Linked DNA regions of Mus musculus: region 1 is linked to region 2. The links are chromatin contacts, called in public promoter capture Hi-C maps. All regions are on one chromosome and are shown on one strand. The core of a region is the stretch at or near the end of the contact, and the rest is flanking DNA. Distances in the headings are between cores, read along the strand shown. Region 1 holds the start of Mogat1 (monoacylglycerol O-acyltransferase 1). Region 2 holds the start of Utp14b (UTP14B small subunit processome component).

Evidence for each region. Promoter capture Hi-C pulls out the DNA fragments that hold promoters and counts their contacts.
Region 1: a promoter capture Hi-C map of embryonic stem cells shows a contact between it and region 2. The contact joins the promoter of Mogat1 here to the promoter of Utp14b in region 2. A contact is called at or near these places in 16 of 39 promoter capture datasets (the 3T3-L1 cell line, 3T3-L1-derived adipocytes, the C10 cell line and 9 more), 2 of 15 datasets of contacts at CTCF or cohesin (CD8 T cells and the NIH/3T3 cell line), 3 of 484 Hi-C or Micro-C datasets (astrocytes, embryonic stem cells and myocytes), 15 of 115 datasets of contacts at active chromatin or transcription factors (the 230-238 cell line, bone marrow-derived dendritic cells, embryonic hindbrain and 9 more) and 4 of 9 other capture datasets (adipose tissue, embryonic stem cells, liver and 1 more).

Annotation. Positions count from the first base shown.
Region 1 is chr1:78,509,515-78,513,206 of GRCm38.p6, reverse strand. It overlaps Mogat1 (monoacylglycerol O-acyltransferase 1), which reads right to left and starts at 2,147. Exons shown (of 7, transcript NM_026713.3): 1 at 2,119-2,147; 2 at 1,152-1,339. The coding sequence starts at 1,245.
Region 2 is chr1:78,656,103-78,660,178 of GRCm38.p6, reverse strand. It overlaps Utp14b (UTP14B small subunit processome component), which reads right to left and starts at 2,354. Exons shown (of 3, transcript NM_001001981.3): 1 at 2,076-2,354. Acsl3 (acyl-CoA synthetase long-chain family member 3) reads right to left here and starts at 2,354. Exons shown (of 15, transcript NM_001033606.2): 1 at 2,076-2,354.

The DNA.
Region 1 (3,692 bases), core at 898-3,397, 150 kb after region 2:
GGCCCATATGGGCCATTTCTGCTTCTCTGCAAAGTTTAAGCATAGAAGTTCATAGTTATTCCTCTCTTCTCGTTGTGTGTCACCACCTTTCTCCACGAGCATGACACACTCAGGACAAGCTTCCTCCAAGTGCTGTCCAGCTATCTGGATCCTATACTGTCACTTCGTGGGCTTAGCCTTACTCCAGAACACACCCCAGGGTGAATTATTTCCAAACAGAAGGCGCTCGAATCCAACCCAAACATGTAGTTGGGTCTAGGCAGAAAAGCCCGGGAGCGAAGGCAACCCGAAAATAGAAAACTAACAATAGCTCTTTGTCCTGATGTCAAGATGGCAAAGTTTTAATACCTAGGGGCATTACTTACTCATTATGAGTTGAGGGATCCAGAAATGAATTGGCAGCCATTGAGAGACTAAAATGAAACTTTGTATAGCACCCACTTTCTAGATGGGACCATCACTACATTTGGGAGACCATAGTTGCCCCCAATTTACCCAGCTGTATATTGAAAAGCTGTATATTGTCTTCCATTGTAAGTAAGACAAACCTCGCTTTAGAAACAAAATAGTACGGGCCAGTCATAGTTGCACATGTCTTTAATCCCAACACTTGCCTTGCAAAGGCAGGCAGATCTATGAGTTCTAGGCCAGCATAAAGAGTTCTACAGAGCAAGTTCTTCTGGGACAGCCAGGGCTACATAGAGGAAATATGAGAGAGAGGGGGGGGAGGGGGAAGAGGGGGAGAGAGGGAGAGAGAGAGAGAGAGAGAGAGAGAGAGAAAGGGGGAGGGGGAAAGGGGGAAGAGGGGGAGAGAGGGAGAGAGAGAGAGAGAGAGGGAGAGAAAGGGGGAGGGGGAAAGGGGGAAAAGGGGGAGAGAGGGAGAGAGAAAGGGGGAGGGGGAAAGGGGGAAGAGGGGGAGAGAGGGAGAGAGGGAGAGAGGGAGAGAGGGAGAGAGGGAGAGAGGGAGAGAGGGAGAGAGGGAGAGAGGGAGAGAGGGAGAGAGGGAGAGAGGGAGAGAGGGAGAGGAATCCAAAGCAGGGAGTCCCACAGTAGGTGAACACTGTCTGACCAGGCAGACCCAGGAACCAGAGGCTGTGCGCAGTAGGGTAGGGACTGTGTCTGGTGAGTGTTTGGCACGGCGGAGCTCTTACCGAGCAGGAGGAAGGACAGGACCCACTGCAGCACCGCAGCGGTCTGTAGGCACCGTGCCAGCGGGGTGTTGAGTGGCGCGAACTCGACCATCATGGTTCTACCCGGAGGACTCCTTTCGCAGGATTTGTGGTACTGCTACCGACTGGGAGGCCGAGGCTCCAGCTGGCCGGAAAGGAACCAATTCGCCCTGGGGCAGGAGGTGAGGGAGGGTGCGCGGCGTTGAGGCGGGGTGCTGGGGATCACTAATCACAGCTTGAGGCAGAACCCTGGTCACTCGTGGGAGAGGTCAGCCTGCCTGCCCAATCGCTAGGGCCTGGGCCTCCACCCGTATTTGACCATTGTTCATCTGATAGACCGCCTAGCACTCAGCTCCAGCATCCACCCATAAACCCACCTCATCCTCTGAAGCCAAGAATTGGGGAGTGGGTAGTTTGGTTAGTTCTTTGAGGTCCAGCACTAGCTGGAGGAAAGTGTGGGACTTGCGTTTATTAGTGTGGGTCTCCACACTACCCCCCCCCCCAAGGTGTGTGCGTATGCGAGTGCACGCACGGGTCTCTCTTTTTGTGTTTTCTTTTGTGTCCTAAAATTCCTACACAAATCCTGGATGATTTCCTTTCATTCATTCTCTTAACCCATATATACTGAAAGCCCACCAAATCTCCATTATCTTGTGAGAAAATGACCTTTTTGGGGGGGGGGCAGGAAAAAATCTAAGCAAACTAACCATACAACTGAATAGTATACAATTACAAGACCCTATTATAAACGCTAGAGTGAAAGAGTTAGAATCCGGTGGGACAACTTCTTGTGCCTGTTTCTTTCTCAGCGTTTACCTGCATAGTTTTCTTAAATGTGTGCACAGCAGCATGTGGAGAGACCAGAAGTGAACCTCAGATATGTTTCTCAATACTATCTTAGCCCTCGACTTTGGTTTTTGAGATAGAGTCAACGGAGCTTGGGACTCACCCAATTAGGCTGCTCTGGCAAAAGCTCCCAAAAGCTCTGGGCGTGCTCTGGTATTACCTCACCAGCCTGACTTTTTACCTGAATTCTGGACATCAGATTCAGATTTTTCACGCTTGCAAGCATTTTAACAGTTGAGCTGTCTTTCCAGCCCTTGAGTTTTAAATGATTGCTTTAATTAACTGAAGAGGTCTACAGGCAAAGGGAAATGTGTGTGCAAAGGTCTTCCTAAGAAAAGGGGAAGGGCACCATTTGTAACTTCTTGGCAAAACTGTTTTTGTTTGTTTGTTTGTTTTAGTTTTGTTTTTCTGGTCGAAGAGGTACTTTCTTCTTTCTTAGAGTTCTTTCTGAGCCACCCTCCATGCTAGGTGGGAGATTCTGTGATTGAATATTATGTCACACACTGTGACAGTCTCTTGCCAGGTATGCCCTGACTCCATAGCAACACTTCGAAGTATTCATGCCAATTTGGAGCTAGGGAAATTGGGACTCAAAGTAGAGGCCAGCCTGGGCTACCAGACCCTGTCTCAACAATTAAAACAACCTACACACACACACACACACACACACAGATAGAGAGACAGAGACAGACAGAGAGGAGAGAGAGAGGAGAGGAGAGGAGAGGAGAGGAGAGGAGAGGAGAGGAGAGGAGAGGAGAGGAGAGGAGAGGAGAGGAGAGGCCAGGCGAGGAGAGGCCAGGCGAGGCCAGGTGAGGCCAGGCGAGGTGAGGGGACGGGAGGGGAGCGGAGAGGGGAGGGGAGCGGAGAGAGAGAGGGGAGGAGGAGAGGAGAGGAGAGGGGAGGGGAAGGGAGGGGAGGGGAGGGGAGAGAGAGAGGAGGAGGGGAGGGGAGAGAGAGAGGAGGAGGGGAGGGGAGAGAGAGAGGAGGAGGAGAGGAAAGGAGAGGAGAGGAGAGGAGAGGAGAGGAGAGGAGAGGAGAGGAGAGGAGAGGAGAGGAGAGGAGAGGAGAGGAGAGGAGAAAAGAGGCGAGAAGAGGAGAGAAGGAGAAGAGCTGTAATTGTAGGTAAGTGCTGAAGACTCTGTCTTGTCCTTTCCTGGAAGCTAGGCAGAACAGAGATGAAATGAAATTCAGATGAAAGATACAAATGGTAGGATATGCAGAACACCTAAAACCCTTGGTCCTAACCACTTAGAATGTTATTGATGATGCATTTGTCACCTCACAGAAAGCAGCTAGTAAAGAACAATTGAATCTTTTGTTGGAGGTGGAGGACTGGCTTGAGAGAGGGACTCCTGTTGCTCAGGTGAGCTGCATTCCATATGTTAATGAACTTGATCTCGTGACCCACCTCCCTAAGGGGCTTACAGGCAGGCAACATCAGGATCAGCAAGAACCATCGTGTTTTAAAAGACTTATTTACTTTTATATGTGTAGGGTTTTTTTCTATTTTGATTTTATGTGTATGGGTGATCTGTCTGTCTGTCTGTGTACTACATGTATGTCTGGGTGCCCACAGAGGCCAGAAGAGGTATTGGATCCCTGGAACTTGAGTTACAGACAGTTGTGAACTGTTATATGGCTACTGGATATTGGGCATGAACGAAGAGCAAGCTGTTC
Region 2 (4,076 bases), core at 1,105-3,604:
CTGAAATTTTTATGTTAAGTTACTGAGTAAAATATAAGCTACAATGAATACTTTAAAAAATTATGATGCTTACTGTAAATCAGAAAAGCCTATCACTGAGGGGTAAGTGGGGTGAGGTGGGTGTTGTGAGGTGGGGACGTCTAAATCACACCTTCAAATCCACATCCATATAAAAGATTGCTGCTTCTGAGCTTTAAGCACTCTAAAGGCGGGCCTGGGAATACTCCCTACCTATCTCATTCAGATACTCCACAATTTGAACTGAGATAACAATCTGGTGGGAAATATATTAAAATAAAAAAATATATTATTATAGTTGCTCAAAAAGCTCTGAAGCGCTTGTCCTATGTACATTTAATTTCAGCCTCAGAGCACAAATTGGACATCTAGGAAAAAAATCTCACATAATCCGTTCTTAAAAAGCAGCTCCCTGGATTTCCATGTAAATCATAATGCTTGTTAGAATCTTCAATCATCCAATACTTCACCTTTATTGCATGTAACATAGGTTGCAATCACCCATTTATCTACAAAATCCTTGGCATGTAGTCTAATCCCAGCCTGAGGGCACAGGGACAGATCAACCTATCCCTGTTATATCTCCCAGCACCTGCTAAGATGCCTGACATGACTCAATGAGAAGGCTCTCCGTGAACAATTAACTGAATCAGGAAGGCGCTAGTGTTATTCCCACACACAGTGTCCTTCAGTGTGTCCTTCTTTCTTTGCTTTCTCCAAGGAGGACATCTTGGGACTCACAGGGTACCAGTCACTCGGCCCAAATGTCCTACAAATCCAGTAACTGGACTCCAAAGATACCAGGTGACCCTCTCCTGTGGCCACACTGGAGTCAAGGCACTTTATGACAGAAGAATCAGAGCCTAAGTTAGAAAATACAATCAGCCTTCAACTCTACATGTGAGGGGTGCTCAGGGAGACACCAGAAAACGCACTCTCAAGTCCCAACACTTCCCTCTCTGTAATAAGCTTTGCATGCACTTCTAGGGGCAACTCAGCAGCACCCTTCAACAACACTCAGAGCCAAAGTGCGCATACAAAACAGCCTAAAACAAACAGGAAAAACAAAAACACCAAACTACAGCTCTGCAGAACCCCTAAGACCCAAAAGAACCTAGAAACCCAAAGCCACGGAAACCATTCAAACACCAACAGAGGGCTGTTGCTACTAAAGCCATCAGAGATTTGTTCTAGATTCAGACAGGCCCTCCTGGGGCTCAAGCTTCTCCTAGTAGCTCAGATCTGGGCTAAGTTAACGTGTCCACAGTGCAGGCTCTCTCGCTGTAAAACTGAGAATGTGCGACCGTCCCGGTGGACTAACAATGTAAACATAGCCATGCACAAAGTTCTTGGTGTGTGGCCTTTAAAAAAAGCTCAGTAAATGCCAGCTCTGTCATTCTAGGCAGTTATCAATCCCCCCTCTCTAGTTTCCACTGGATTCCCAAAAACTGTCCTGCCCTTTCTAAGTTGAGGGGCTCTATGTACAAGTGATCGGAATACCTGTTCTAGAACCAGAACGGACCATACAGTTGGATCTTCATCTGTGAAATCCCATCACGGGGATCACAAGTGACCCCCGGGGCTGCCTATGTATGCATCTCATGACTGACTCGTCCGAGACTAAAACGCACTTAGGAGGAGACACCAGAGGTTCCCCACGCCATTCCCACCGCCCGCACCCGCATTTCCTGTCCCACACCCGCAGTTTTCAGGGACCCTCTGGGCGCTGGTACCTCCCACGGACGCCGCGCGGCCGCGTGGAGCGGGACGACCCCACCCACGTGCCCGCGCCCGCGGAGGAGGCCGCGGTGCATCCTTCCTCCCGCGCCCGCAGCTCCACGCCGGCGGTTTCCCCGAATCCGCGAGGACGCCCTACTCGCCACTCACCCTCCACCAACCCCCGTTTCCCCGACCCTCGCCACGGCCCAGCACCCCGCGGCCCAGGAGTCCCCTCAGGCACCGGCGAGCGGCATGCACGCTCGCCGAGTGGGAGGAGGGAGGCCTGGCCGCCATCCCGCGACCCTCATCGCCTCACAACGGGCGCTGCGCGCACTCACCGCGGGCTCCGACCCACGCAGGCCTGGCTGCTCCTCAGAGCGGCTCCTGCCCAGCGCCACCTCCTCAGGACCCTGACGCAGCTGCTGGGGCCGCCCTGCGAGACGGGGACGACCGCCTGCTGCCGGCTCAGCCTCCCGCTCTGCCGCCGCCTCCTCGTCCGAGCCCGCGACCGCGGCCACAACCGCAGCGACGTTTCCCGGGCGCCGGCTGAGCAGCGTCTGTTGAGCCGCAGTCCTGGACGCGCACCCCGGGCTGGCGCTCGTTGCATATGCAAAGAGACCGCCGCCCATTGGCCCGCGGGCGGTGGCGCGTGCGGGGCTCGGCCTATCAAATGCCGGCCTGGGGAGCGCGGTGCTGGCGGCAGGGGCGGGGCGAGGTTACTATGGGTCATTCTGCGGAGCCGCCGACGGCTGGACCCGACTGGGGCCCTCGCAGGGCGGGGATTGAGCCCTTGGGGAGGGGAGCGGCGGGACGGACCCGCAGCTACAGCAGCTGCAGAGGGGAGCTGGGCAGGGGGCGCAGGGCGGGAAGACCTGAGGCGTCCAGGGTGCCCCCGCTGAGAACTGCAAAACCCGCCTTCACTGCTGCGATGCATAAATCTCAATATAAACGAAGAAATAACCTGCTTGTTTTTTTTTTTCCCCATTCTTCTCAGGACTGGGTTCGTTATCCTAGTTTGAACACGGATTTCTAGCAAATCTTGCAAAGAGAAAAAAAAAAAAATGACGTTTGAAAATGCTTGTGAAGGGGAAAGCTCAAAGCATGCCCTGTATTATTTCTCTTGCATGGGCTTCGTTTAATGCAGCGTGTATCCCGTTTACTCGTAAATCTTCGCATACCCACATTTCATGTTTGCAAAGGATGAAACTTTACTCAAAAATAATCTTTTATCAGCCGGGCGTGGTGGCGCACACCTCTAATCCCAGCACTCAGGAGGCAGAGGCAGGCGGATTTCTGAGTTCGAGGCCAGCCTGGTCTACAAAGTGAGTTCCAGGACAGCCAGGGATATACAGAGAAACCCTGTCTCGGAAAAAAAAAAAAAAAAAAAGCTTTATGAATCTTTATGACTGTGTGTGTTGTTTAGTTTGCCATTGTATAGATCCTCTTGGACACTACATCAGGATATAGGCATTTATTTTACAACTGCCTCCCCCCACTCAAAACATTCACCCAGCAAAACACAAATGACTAAATCAGCCACTGGAGTGTAATATTAGAAAGAGACTGTTCGTAGCAGAGTTGTTTTTTCTTAACCTAACCTATTATTTAGTTGGTCTGTGAACTTTTCTTTAAGTAGGTGAAAGGTCGAGTTGCTGTGCTAGCCTCAAGCTAAGGCAGAAAGAGGCTCACTTCCCAGGACAATCTTAAAAACTCCGAGGAGGCTGCCAGGACTTGAGCTAGGTGGAGCCATGATACACTCTACAAAGCCAGCTCACTCACTCACCTTGGGCCCCTAGCCAGTCTAATTGCCTGAAAGAACAGATAGTGTTTGACTCAAGCAGCCTGCTCCTACTAGGAATTTCACATTTCCCAAGGAAACCCTGCCAATAAAAGGAATGCAGAATTTCCAGTCTACAGAGGGATGAAGATGTGTACCTCAGAAGTGGTCATTCAGAACTGCAAACCTTGAGAAAAACTAAGCAACTTCAAGACAGCAAAACTAATAGTGAACCTTCCTCCCCAGTTAACAAACATAAAACACATGTGTAGAATTCCAGGGACATCTTTCTTCGTTATCTCTTTATAGGCTAAACAATATTTTATGGGCATGTATTTACATTTAACAGAAAATACTCTTGAGATTCAAATACTGAATTGGAATATTGTCTGCTGTTTAATACTAGTTAAACAGAAATTATTGTGCTTCTGTTCACTAGGCTTCTTTGTATGGTTGTTTAGTTCTTTGTGGGAGAGTGGGAGCCAAGATCTCATGTAGCTCAGACAGGCCTGGATTTTACTATGTAGATCAGGGTGGCCTAGAATTCACAGTGATTCTAGGA